Regions from separate parts of the Mus musculus genome. Here region 1 is linked to region 2. Evidence: chromatin contacts called from public promoter capture Hi-C data. All regions are on one chromosome and are shown on one strand. Each heading gives the region's core, a stretch centred on a gene start, on an enhancer-like site or on the middle of the called end of the contact. The rest is flanking DNA. Distances are from core to core; before and after follow the strand shown.

What was found. Capture Hi-C pulls out chosen DNA fragments and counts their contacts.
Region 1: a contact with region 2 is called in a promoter capture Hi-C map of adipose tissue. The contact joins two enhancer-like sites. A contact is called at or near these places in 1 of 39 promoter capture datasets (liver), 2 of 484 Hi-C or Micro-C datasets (brown adipocytes and muscle stem cells), 2 of 115 datasets of contacts at active chromatin or transcription factors (astrocytes and heart atrium) and 1 of 9 other capture datasets (adipose tissue).

The regions. Positions count from the first base shown.
Region 1 is chr16:77,684,079-77,691,149 of GRCm38.p6, forward strand. No RefSeq gene overlaps it. Among named protein-coding and RNA genes, the nearest start is that of Mir125b-2, 41 kb to the left of the region's middle. Within about 2 kb of position 3,648, at least 22 of the 459 cell types and tissues checked have an H3K27ac peak or open chromatin away from gene starts, as enhancers often do. A contact at or near this core is called in adipose tissue, brown adipocytes and muscle stem cells, where this site is marked.
Region 2 is chr16:77,590,919-77,597,559 of GRCm38.p6, forward strand. No RefSeq gene overlaps it. Among named protein-coding and RNA genes, the nearest start is that of Mir99a, 4.7 kb to the right of the region's middle. Within about 2 kb of position 3,808, at least 140 of the 459 cell types and tissues checked have an H3K27ac peak or open chromatin away from gene starts, as enhancers often do. A contact at or near this core is called in adipose tissue, brown adipocytes and muscle stem cells, where this site is marked.

The DNA of each region.
Region 1 (7,071 bases), core at 2,398-4,897, 93 kb after region 2:
GGCAACAAGACAGAAACACGATGTTATATTCTTGCAAGTAGGAAGAGGCACACTATATGTAAGCTTAAAATATATGATAAATATATAATAAGCAAGTACAAATAGAAAGCAAACAGTACAGAGGCGCATATACACATAATATTTAAATAGTACTAAATTAAAACAGAGAATGCAATGGAATAGCAAAGGGTAGATCAACATTAGAATAGTGTTTGGAGGAGGACTTTTCTTAAATTACATGTGACTATAGCTCCGAATGGCAAGAATAAACCAACTAATACATGTCTCGGTGTTAAAGCACTTGTTTCACATGTAGGCTCTATGAGTTCGGTCTCCAGCACCATCAAAGTACAAGGCAGAGATGAAGAAAGGCACAGAAGCAAAGGTGTAAGAATTTCAAACAGTGGGATAGCCAGAATCTAGTAAGCAAATCAGAAAGAGATGGGCGAGTTAAAGACAGCAAAATAGGGACCAAAAATATGTATGGAAAGTTCTACAAGGCAATTTGATATTATTCAAAATGGAAAAAAGTTATAGCCAGAGGGAGGATGCTATGATTTGCCACAGTTGGGCAGGGCACCCCTTGGGTTATGTTTTAATTTGACTGATGTTGCTGAAGCCAGAGGGCTGTGGGATGAAAAGGAGTATTTCCCCATGGGAGCCATGGTTCTTAGTAGATAAAGCCAGGCACAGTTTGTTTTTCTTCCCCAGTCTGTTGAAACACCTCTGTTAGAAATGCCCTCAGCAGTTTATCTCCATGTTCTGTCAATCACAATAATAGTCGATCCAGCTCCATTCTAACTTTCTTCTATAAATTTACAATATTTTAGATGTCTATGGTCTTCGTTACAATTTTAAGGATATCTAGCAGAATTGGCTTAATTGGGACATGATCCAATATTACTAAACTGACTTTGTTATGCTGATGTAAGCATTGATCACCTGGAGGTTAATACTTTCTTGAAAGCTGCCTATTGGTTGGAAGCACAACTTTCTAGTTAGATTTTACTGAGCTTTCTGCTTTCAAATTTCTGGTCTTCTAACTTTTCTTACTTGCCATGCTTAATTTCAGCTTTCTTACCCTCCAAATAATTACACCCCGAGGATGTTTGCTAGATAGCCAGCAAGGAGCATTGCTAGGCTATAGAAAGAATGTCAGACAAGCTTGGGGAGAATGGCACAATGTAGACTGAATGCCAACAGAAAGGAGAAATGTTGAGAAAGAAAAAAAAAAAGAAAGCAAAAGAAAACTATGGGTAGATAGCAATCATATCACAAACCAAAGGAATGACCCAAATGGTTGTGAATCGCAGCAGGAGAATTAATGAGACAGAAAATTTCCCAAGGAAAAGAGCCAAGTATAGAAAAAGGAAGAAATAAACATCATAAAAGGAAAAAAAAAGAAAACCCAACACAGAGGAAAGGAAATAAAACGACAGCCCAAGGGGAAGGCAAAAGAGGAAAACAAAGAAAAGACAAATGAAAAAGCAATGCCTTGCATCAAAGCAAATGTGTGCAGTTGTCTTTTTTCTTATCGGGTAGTGGCTTTGCATTTCTCGAACAGCGAAGCCAAACTGAAGGGATAATTTTGTTTATGTACCCAATTTGCATAATTGTGCAATATAAATTACAATGCTAATTAAGGACAGCCCTTGGGCTTCTGGAACTGGGTCAAAGTGGCTCCCTGTGTGTAAGGAGGTTGGGGCATTGGCTTTGTCCCCACTCCTACTGCAGGGGAGCCAAGCAAGAGAAAAGAACCTTTCTGACAGTGTGTGAAATCTTGTCAGAAGTTGTTGTAGACCCAGAACTGTATGTCTCACTCTCAAACTTGGCTTTGCAAGTAATCTTCCCGTGATTCTGGAATGGCGTCCCTAAAAGCGAAAATCCCTCCTAAACCTTCTCGCTTGTCTTTCTACAGCATTTCCCATTTAGTTAGATACTTTTCATTCAGAGAACTAGATTATGAAATTGTGAACAAGCGAGCATGAACCTGGCATACAGTATTTTCTCACAGGACTCCTGCCAAATTGTCTGAAACCAGTATATCATGTGCCCAGCTTTGGCCTTTGTGAGGCAGAGAGACATTAGGCTCACTTCTGAGTTTCAGTTAAATCCCTGTTCTTAAAGCTCACCAAACGTTATAAATTCAGTTTCAGAGTGTATTCCCTGTACTATTCCTATGACAGGAGTATACATTAGAAGGTCTGGAGAAGAACTAGCTTGGGTCTTTCAAGGTAAGAGTGTCTCTGACTTCATGTAGTGAAGACTGGTGTAACTACAGGAAAACAGTCTTGGGAAAGAACTCTCCCAGAAACACATTCTGAAGGTTTGTATACTCGATGATTGTTGATCTCAAGCAAAGGCTATATGCAAAATAGAAAGAAGCAGGTGTCAATCACTGGGAAGGATAAGAATGTGTTGTGGAGGAGGCCTGATATCCCATCTAAGTCTCCCCCTTTTTTATGTTTTAAAATGTGGACCCATTCTTATGGGTTTGATTTCTACCTAAATTTTCAATTAAAAGCCTAAGTAATCTAATCGTTAAGCACTCTTGTATATACCTGTCTTCAACTTTAGCATGCCAGACATTTCTTTTGGTGGAGATTACTATATGGATAATTAGATATGTACAATGTCCTTTCTATATTTGTGTTATTTTATATTCGTACTAGTGCCCTAGTAAGTATTTTGTAACCATTCCCATGTCCACCTATATAAAGAAAGCAATGTCTATTACAATTAAGAACAGTGTTATTGGTGTTAGCCAGTGGATTCTTTGAGAGGTGATGAGGTCACAGACAAGAGTAGCAACCTCATGAATGGGATTAGTGTTCATATGAAAGAGACCCAATAGTACCTGATTCTCCCTTCTTCCTGTGTAGTTAAAATAAGATGACTATAAGTAAGGGAGTGGTGGCTATCAAACATTGTATTACAGAGACCTTGATCTTGGGCCACTCAGCTAACCAAATAATAAGCTGTTATTTTCAGCTCAGCTTGTCTTTGGTAGTTATTGATAACATCCTTAACAGTCTATATTGTAGGACAAGCTATGAAATTGGAATTCTGCATGAACTTTAGGTGACCTGCTCAGAGGATTGGTACAACCTAGCCTTCTAGTTGCTCAAGACTATGCAGCTGGCATCTCATGACACACCAGTAGGTCCAAGGTCTTGTGCTGTTACTCATTCTGCCCCAGTGTTCAAGACAACACAAAAACGAGACTCCTGATCTAGTCATATATATCTACTAGTTACACACACTGACGTAAGCATGGCTACAGAATACTTGTAGAGAAGAACTGGATTACTAAGTGTGTCAGAGCAACTGCAGGAAAAGAAAAAGAAAGCTTACCAGCAATCATGTCAACTCCAGAAGGAGTAAGCACACTCTTTTTTTAAAATGGTGATGGTTTCCCAACAGAAAGAACACAGTTAATCCTCCTGAGTGATCTGTTCTAAATGGCTAAAATGGTACAGATTGTCCTATATCTGTAATACCATAGTAAACAGTTCTCAGATGTTATGGATACATGTAACTCAGCGATAGTTTATAGCGTGGATGAGACTGAGTTCCATCTGGCACACAGGGGAAAGAAATAGAATGATTTCCAAGAAGTCTGTTGACATAGGGAAAGGATCCTCACCCCATCTTTCTTGTTTTGCTTTTCACTGGCATTTGCACCATAGTTTGGGTGGGAGTGGCCTACTCTGGCTGGAGAAGAGGGTGCCTTACTGATCAGGGAGATTAGTTCTACCCCAGGACACAGACATAAAGAGAAATGACAAAGGATTAGAGTATAGATTAGTAGAAAATGTTGTCATTGTAGTTGCAAGAAGAATGGTTAAATTTGGTCACCTTTGAATATTTTTGAGGACATAGGCACAACCATAAAAATCTCCAACTTTTTCCTCATTTAAGAGATGATAATCCAAATTTGCTTATGTTTTTAGACAGAATATTAGTTTCAGCTTGAAGAATCATACACACAAATACACATACATACATACATATATATTAATTATTTCATAAAACTCATAAGTAATAGATCAGTTCAGAAATACCCTAGGCTGATCATTATGTATAAACTGAATCTCTATCTAATTATACCTAATATATAGGCTTAAACATAATGTGGTCAATAATAATAATAAACCACTCTCTTAATGGTTTATTAGAGATAGTGTTTGCCAAGAGTGGACAGGCTCATCCGAGTCTCTCTTCTCAGTATTATCCTATCATTATCTTATTGAACAGCCCTCAGAAAAAGAAAAAGTGTGTATATGCTTCCATGAATTGGTTTGGTTTCTGGCAAACTTTCTTTCACTTTGCTGCTGTTCCAGAGTACTTAGTCATCATACACTTTCTCTCTGGTAAATTCAGTGTTCCTCGATATACAGGCACAATCATCATTGTCCACATTTTAGAATGTGTAACTTCAGATTCTTGTATATGTGATGAGAGCAATTAGTATAGATAATGATACTCCAAGAGTTTTCCTTAGACAAGGTAGTGTTTATGGCATCAGAGAAATGAATGAAGCACATGACTAGCTAATCCGCAAACGTTTGGAAGCAGAAAATCTGCAAGTGAGCACCCACCAATCCTTATTTCAGAGAGTGAAAGCTCTATTCACAATATATTCCTAAACAATGTTGTTCAGGCTTGAAGACCTTATTAAATCCTTATTAAAACTTATTAAATCTATGTGCCTTTAAAGAAAATTCCATCTCACTGCAATTTGTTTTATTTCTTTTATGACCTCATCCCAATTGCTCCAGTTTATAATTTAACAATTTTGTGTCTATTTTCTCTGAATGACTGAAGTCAAGTTCTCCTTTCTTTGTTAAATTCCTAAAAGACTGAAAAATCAAACTTTCTAGAATCTTACAGCACAAACTAAACTGAGACTGGTCTGTAGATTCCCAAAACATCTTGTAACAGTTTACCAAGTGTAGAATAAGCCCTGTTGGCCTCAGTGCATTTTTATGACTGACAAAAAAAGAAAATACTTGGTAAATTTTAGCTAATCTTATAGCTCTAAGATAGTAGCTTAGGAGCTAGCTTAGTGGTTACGAACACTTATGTGCTTCCAGGAGACCTGGGTGTGATTCTCAACATCCAACCCACATAGCAGCTTGCAACTCTCCCTAACTCCAGTTGCATGGGATGTAATGCCCTCTGTGGGACCTCTGATGGACCAGACTTGAATACAGTGTGGTCAAAAATATGCATACACAGTTCTTTAAAAATGACAGTTTCCTAATAAAGATGCCCACTCTTCTTAGTCATAGTTTTTCTTCTAAAACACACATAAAGTTAATCTTTCAAAGATGAGTACATTAAGAATGATTAGGCTCATATTGAAAAATAGGACCAATATATACTTATTATGAAAACAAGCGTAATGTATACTAACCCCGTTTAACTTGTATTTATATTCAGCAAGTCTTGTATAGTTTCCTATCCGCCAAAGTCCAGGCACTTGGCACAGCTCTGGCAAACATACACTCAGTCCATGCTATTTCTACTCTTCTCTCTTTTTCTCTTGAGACCCCAGTGCTCTTCAGTTGCCACAAAATTAGATGTTACCTTCATGTGTGCAGATGGATTCGATTACGTTTGATTTTCATGGCTGGCTGCGTAGATTTTTATTCATAAAACATTTTTTTCTAATGTGTAAAGAGCTTGCATTTAGGATTCTCGATACTTAGCAACCTGAAAGAAGCACACTCTTTCTCCGTAATGGATATGCATGTCTTTACTGAATGTGTGAGGTTCCCAGGAACATCCTGATCTCTGCTGGCTTTCAGTTTGGGTATCTTCTGGCAGTTTTTCTAATTTTTTCCTTTCCGTTTCAAATCATATTGACTACACTAAGGCTTTTCGTAATTGCATCCATCACATGCCCCTAGTCTTGAAAAACCACTTACACCATGTGTGTATCTGTTACTTGCTTATTAAAAATATTAATTACCAGACAGTGTTGGGGATGTTAAGGAAACAGAGGTTACAAGAACTGAGCTAATGTAAGTGAAATAAACTCTAAATTTCTGGAAGCGAGGAGCCAAAAACTATTGCTGGCTGTGCTCTTCATGGAGTGTTTGGGGCATGAGTATATGCTAAATTAGCAAGTTCTGAATTGCTAAAATGTGTGTTATGTTTATAGTAATAGAAACAATATAGAAACTTGAAGATTCCCAGTGTTGAAGTTCAGTCTCAAGAAATTCTACTATAAGTGTTCAGTCTTTAGGTGAGAGAGATAATTGATTCAGCAACTAAAATCTGGATCAAATGTATTTAAACAGTAGACCACCAGTAGAGATGTGTCCAAAGTATTGGAAAAAGCATGAAGGATAAGGAAAAGAAAAACGGGTTTCGGGGTTTGATTTTATTACTTAGCTGCATGCGACTAGAAGTTCAACATCATGGACCCCCACAACAAATGGCTTTAATTTAATTTTAGAGGGATGTTGTAAGAATTAAAATGGCGGGGTTATAATTGAAGAGAGTCTGAGACCTTTTTCTAAGGTGTAATACTTTCTATCAGATAGGACTCAGTTGGAACAGCGTGCCTAGAAATGAGAGGGGAGATAAAGAATGTTCAAGGCAGCACTTCTTGGTCCACAATTAATAAGAATCAACTTGAAGTGCCTTCCAACCCATCCCAAGTCTGAAATGAGGGTAACAGGCTTCAAGAATATGCATTTTGAAGGCTTAGGAGACAGCACAGGCAGCAGAATGTTTGTCCCATAAGTATAATGAATTGAATGTGATCCCCAATGTTCAATTAGTTCCAGGCCCATTGAGAGACATTGTTGGAACAACCACAACAGTGCCTCTGGGTTGACATCAGACATTGACCTCTGACTTCCAGTCACACACATGTATGTGCCCACCTACCCATGCACGCACCCTCCCTACACATCAACATAGAATAAGTACTTTAACTACCCTGAAATTAAATCCCACATCACTGCATGGATTCTGTTTGGACCATTATTCTTTGGTACAGGCAACTCAAAGGATTTAACTCGTTCTCAAATAACTGTGCCAGAAACAAAAAGATTT
Region 2 (6,641 bases), core at 2,558-5,057:
GGAATTTGTGAACAACTTAAACTCCACCACAAAATCTTGTTTTAAAATTAATCGATATTTAAACAAATGTATCACTCCTTGTGTTATTTCAGTTGTTAATGTTCTGAGGTTTGTTTTCTAGGCTTATATTTTTATTTCATTTACCTTTTTTCTATATTTCAAAGATGTATTTATTAGAAACTTTAAAACTATTTTAACTCTTTAATTTCTTTTTTATCATTTATCTATCTATTTATTTTAAACTCCAGATTGTATTAGCCTAAAACTAATGCATTCTCCCACGGCATCTTTGTGAGTGTTTATGCATGTGTGAGTGTGTGCGTGTGTGTGTGTGTGTGTGTGTGTGTGTGTGTTTGTATGTGTGTGTGTGTGTGATTACATTTGTTTTCATTTATTTCCCCTCCCTCCAAGCCACCTTAATTAACTCTTCTTTAGACTTGTCTTATACTATTCCAGTGATGTTGGGCAAAGAACATCTGGACTCTTTATTTTATCTTGGCAGCATTTTGGCTTTCAAGCTGATATTTTTAAGTGTGGGTTAGAATTCAGCTACAGTTCCTTCTGTGGTATTTGGCTATAGAAAATGGCAATTTCCTTCCTGGGGAATAGTGGTGTATGGCTTTAAACCCAGACCCTGGGAGGCAGAGGCAAACAGATCTCTGAGTTCCAGGCCAGCTTGGCCTATACAGTGAGTGTCAGGATAGCCAGGGCTACACATAGAAACCCTGTCTTGAAAAAAAAACAAAGTGGAAAGAAAAATTAAAACAGTATTGTCCCAATAATTACTGTCCCTGTGGGCCACTGTTCTTCTGATGCCATGACTGAAAAACAAACAAAAACCAAAGAGTTGAAAACAAACAAACAAACCAGCAAACACCAGTCAAAAGGTGAAGGGAATTATGGGCATGCCAGTCCTCAGTCTGTCACAGTCTCTTTCTATCTGTTTTATACATATTCTTTGGGATATATTGGTGGTATTTAATAGAAGATTTAAATAAAAATATTTATTCCATGCTCTTAAACACAAAAGTTTGCTTCTTTCTTTTTCTTTGTTTCTTTCATTTGGAATTGCGAGGCCACCATACAACTTTTATATCAGTTAATTTATGGAAGTTAAACATAAAATTGTGAAAACCTAATTAATGAGTTTTTACTGAAAGGGAATAGTTCGGATTGAGGAAAGACTTCCATAGGTAATTTATATTTAATATGCATTTCCTTTCTGTTCTTCAATATCTTCCTGCTTGTTTCATAAAGAGTTTCACCTTAATAAATTTCCTCTGGATACCAACTTAGCTACTTTACCACGGGCTTTTCTTATTTAAAAGTATTTACTGAATGACACCTCATAGGAGTCTCTAGCGCTAGTCCCCTATACCCAGTGTAAAACCTATCAAACACTAGTGCTTAATTGCCGCATAACTGAACGGTCACTACAAATTTACACTTCTCATTCTATGTCTGTCACCTATTTTGTGCATCCTGAACATACAGGGCTTTAAATATGCATTGTACAATTCTCCCTACCCAACACTCTTTAGTGCTGTGGTTAAGACTCTAGAAAACGTTGCCCAGGATTTTTCAGTCTAGGAGAAAAACAATCGCAAACTTCAGCACATGTTTAAGGTCAAGTTCTACTGTGTAGAACTTCGTGCAGTTTTCAATTACAGACAGGCCGGATTTTGTGATGTTTCCCATATGGGCATGTGATATTCACCCCTTACTGCTCCTAAAGTGACCTCGTGAATAAGATAATAACCTTTAAATCCATTGATGGGATGTTTCCGAGTTCTGACTTTCACAAATAATGTTTAGGCAAGTCGTGTTTTAACTATCAAATAATATTTAATATATGTGCATTCCTGGAGAGGGACATGGATCCATTACTCAGATAAGGCAATGAACATAATTCTAGACTTACTACAAACATAAGTGACTTTAATATACAATCACTACAAATTTTTCAATCATGTATGAAAATGTAGGTCTTCTGCATTGTCCTCTGAATTTTGACTTATATGTTAACGATGCTTGCTCTGCTACTTGGCTTAACATTCTGCTTAAGGGAATATTTAAAGATTGAATTCACTCCACTCTTGTTAGGAAGTATGGAAATGTTTGTACATGGGAAAAAAATCTCATTGCATGCTAGAATGGAAATTCACCAGGGAGGGGGAAGCTGTTCATTTTATTGCCTAAGAGCTGTTGATATGCTCCCTGAATCTTTCAAAGGCATCTTTCATGCCACACAGGCAACCCGCAGCCAGTCAGAGAACAGAAAGAACACTTCTCACATGTGTCAATCTCCGAAAACTTGCATAGCAGCTGTGCTAGGTAGTGATGGGGATTATCGCAAGACCCAATTGCAGGGGTTTGCCTGCTGGAAGAGACACCCCATCCTCTCAAGGGACCACTTTGTTGGAGATGGTAGCAATAATGCATCTCTGTTGCTAGTGGATATTGTGGCCATGTAGCACAAAATTGGTGCTAGATAAAAATCAGAAAGTAATAAAAATGCAAAAAGGAAAACTGGGAGGTTTGGTTTTGTTTCAAAGTCTTAAAGTGGGAGAATAAAACAAATGTGCTAGGCTTGTTGCGTTTACAAAAAAAAAAAAAAAAGAAAGAAAGACAAGAAAACAGATATGCCTTTAATGACGAAAACTCGCAGGGCAGGGCATTCAGTCTTCCGGTTTGAGAACCATTCGGGTGCGTTGAGAAACAAAGTTGCAAAGTAAGCATGTTCAGACCTTTATTTGCTAATTTTTTGTAGGAAAGATCTCTCTCTCTCTCTCTCTCTCTCTCTCTCTCTCTCTCTCTCTCTCTCTCTCTCTCTCTCACCCTCCCTCCCTCTCCCTCCTTCTCTCCCTCTCCCCCTCCCCTCCCTCTCCCTCTCTCCTATGAGCCAGAGTTTTCTGTGCAAATGAAACAGGCGTTGTAAGAATGAGATTCACTTTGGACCACTCTTCACATTCCAAGTCATGACTGCGTTAAGCAGCACAATCCCATCTCTGGTTGATGGGCAGAAAAAGTGGGCAGCTTGCCAGGTAGACGTTTCCATGACTCCCAGCCCCCAAAGGTGATGCGTTTTTCAGCTAATTCAATGAAGAGTGGGCTGAACTTTGGGTCTAAACGAGACAATAGCTGCCTTCGCAGTATCAGCAGAATGGTTGATGGGAATGCCTCACTCTACATTTGGCAGAGAATCATGTGACCTGACGACTGAGATTTTGTGATGGTGCCAACGGAGACTTGGAAGCAGCAAACGGCCCTGACTTTTTTCTTCTTTTCTAGCAAGGATCAGAAAATGGTGGATCTTAAGACTTGACTTTAGCCAGTCTCAGCAAGCAACTGAGCTTTGAAGCACAACCTCGTCTTTATTCTGGGCTTTTGGCAGGCCACCAGGAGGCTGTCCCTTTCACGCCTGATAAATTCGGCTGCTTATCTCTAAAGAGAGAGAGAAAAGGAAAATAATAACAGAATATTGAGGCATAACAAGTGAATCCTAAATTGTATGTGCTTTTTTTCTTTTGTTTTCTTTTCTTTCTTTCTTTTTTTTACCTTTCCTGACTGCTGTTTTGTTTTGTTTTTTAATTTTTATGTTAATATCTTTTCTTTTTCCTTTTTTTTTTCTTCTTTTGGTTACTGAAGAATTCAAGTAGTTTGGGTTATTTATGTATGTATGTATTTGGTTTATAATGAACAGGCATTTGAACTGGTCGGACAGGACGACAGAGCAGTGAGCATGAGATCATTGCAGCCGAGTAGCAAACTGGCACCCAGCCTTTTCACCCCTTCGGTTCGGGAGACGAACGTGTGCAGTCCTCGTTTCTCAAGTCAGCCTGGAAGGATTCCGGGACTCTCCCACCTTCTACCATTCTGCTGCCAGTCGGTGGCAACGATTGGTGCAGATTCTGCGCAGTGCTTTGTGCCTGGAATATGGAGAAGGAAGAGAATGAAGACAAGCCCTCTGGACCTCCTTCTCTGAGAAATACCGGGAGCCCAGAAGAAACAGAAAAAAAAAAAATCCAAAACAAAAACAAAAAACCAAACCAAACAAAAACCCTGAGCTTCTCAGTATTCGCCAGAGTGCTGAAAAATACTGATAATGATGCGGAATGCCTGCGTGAAAACAAAAACAAACCAAAAATGCAAACCGAGACAAACCCAAAAAAGCAAACTTTGGTTTGTCTAACTCCTGAGACATCGGGCTTCGTTAAGCAGCTTGGAAGGCAACACAAATCTATGACCCTTCTTTCTTTTATTTATTTATTTTTGTTATTATTTCAAAAAACAATGGCCTAAGAGCAGTACATTGCACTTGGTGAACCCGCACTTTCATACCAGGTATAACTTTTTTTTTGTTTCTTTTTACGCTTTCTATTCCATAAATTAGACTCCTTGCAGTTTCAATTTGTTCTTATTAACTCATTACCCACTTTACACTTTTTTCTTTTGCTTTCTTACTCTAATCGTGATTAGCGTAGACACTAAACTGGAATAAGAAAACTCTCTATAGACATAAGCTCCTGCTTTGGTTGTTCACAGAAGTTTTAGGCAGACAGTAGTGTGTGTTATCTCTGATTTTTGTGTCCAGTAATATATTTTGTGGAGAAACGGGCTTGGGAATCAGTAGTAGTAAGGAAAGTAAAACCTTTTCTGTGACTCCTAATTTTAAATGCAAAAGAAGAAATTTCTCGAAGTTCTAAAAAGAGATCTTGCTTCAAAAATGCATCCATATAATGCTAAATAAAATTTCTTTTCATGCCGGTTTCAGTAGAGGAGAGATGGGAATAAACAGAGCGGATTCTCCGTTGCGAAGTAAAAAAAATAGCTTGTTCCTTAATAATTCTACTTCTAAAAATACAAGGAAAAAGAATTTGCCCTAGAGCAGTTGGGAAGCGTTGGAAGTTGCCCTTCACTGTTGTGGTGGGGAAAGTCTGTACAAACTTGCTTTCAAGTTCAGAGTTGCTTTGGCTCGGCAGGTGAATACATTGCATTCTAATTATTTTCTCTATTTGTAGAAGGAAATTGCTGAGCAAGTCAACGTCTTGTAACAAAATGCAGCTTTTCCTATTTTAGTGGTAGAGGGTTAAATGATATGCCCCCTTTAAAAACTTCTTTACTAAACAATGTTTCTAAACATGCAAGAAAATCTCTAAAAAGAAAAAAACGTTTTGAGATATGCAGTGTGTATCAATGAAGATTACAATGTTCATACTAAGAACTGGCATGATAATATTAGCTATGAGAAGAAAACTTTAGCATAATTGTTATGATTTTAAAATTATATTTCATGATATCATAAACATCAAGGATAAACAAAGAGAAATATTATACAGCTGGTTAATTCTGTCTTCTTTTCAGTTATATTATGAAAGGATTAACAGTTACCCAGACCTAATATAAAGATAATATTTGAAGCAATGTTTTATTGACTTTATCGGTTATTATTCACTAATTATTTGCAGAATAGCTCTTCTTCCTCCTTTGTTATTAGAAAGCCAACTTCCAAAGGCTTAATTAATATTGATAAACCTGTTTTCATGTTTCATGATTCTTTAGTTTAAAAAACATTATTTTGAATCTTATTTTAGGAGCCATTAATCTCCACACTCTTAATTATCTTATTAAGCTCCATGCCAAATCCAAAGCTCTTTTCAGCTTTCACCCCTTCATTGTGAAGAACCCAGTCGCTTCCGTAAGAGACACGTCCTTTCACTTTGAGAACTGTTCCCGGGAAAGCAACACCAACCAGAATGAACATGTAGCTGCAAACTGTGAAAGTATTTCTGTGTCATATGAGTATCCTGGGGTGGGGCCCTCAGACCCTGCCAAGCCTTAAGGAATAGACTTTTAAGGCTTTCCCCCATTTTGACATTGTCCTGTCTTCCCGGCCACCTCCTTCCTTTGCTCCCAATCTACACAGATGATCCCTGTAGGTGGCAGTTGTCTGATATTTTTCCTTTTGTGGTTGTTTTAGGGGAACACTTAAAGTGCATATGAGAAGAGAAGAGAATGACCACAGGAGAAAATCATCTCAGGTAAAACGAAAAGGCACAAATGTAGAGAGTAATTAATCTTAGAATATTAAAGAGAAAATGATTATGTCTGTGTTTGGTATAAGAAATGGTCCTTCCCTTTATGAAGCTACGTATTTGGGATTTTCACTGATGGTTTTCCTTCAAGAGTTTACAGTATTACTTGCCTTTGTCAACCTTTTGTTTGGTTTTGTGATCAATGCCCAGTGTCCATCATTCTGAGGACATATGTGTATGTTGATTTATACAATTCAGGTACAAGATGGTTGAATAGGAAGCTATTTAATGAAAAGGAAAATATGTTCTCAGTGGTTATACATTATAAAAGGAAGTAAAAATCTGATAGAAAAGTATAAGCTCATAGTTTATTTTTAATCTTTTCCATATATCTAGTAAGACAATAATGTCAAAGTATATTTTGTAGTAATAAAAGCTACAGCCAGTGTTTCCTCTTTCTTTTTTTTAAACATAAAATGTATAAATATATAAGGAAATACTTTTACTACAATTGGATGCATGATTGTTGATTATTTACTACAGTTTTAATAAGTAGGAGAATGATTTGAAAATAAATAATGGTGAAAATTTGTGTAGGCCAAATTA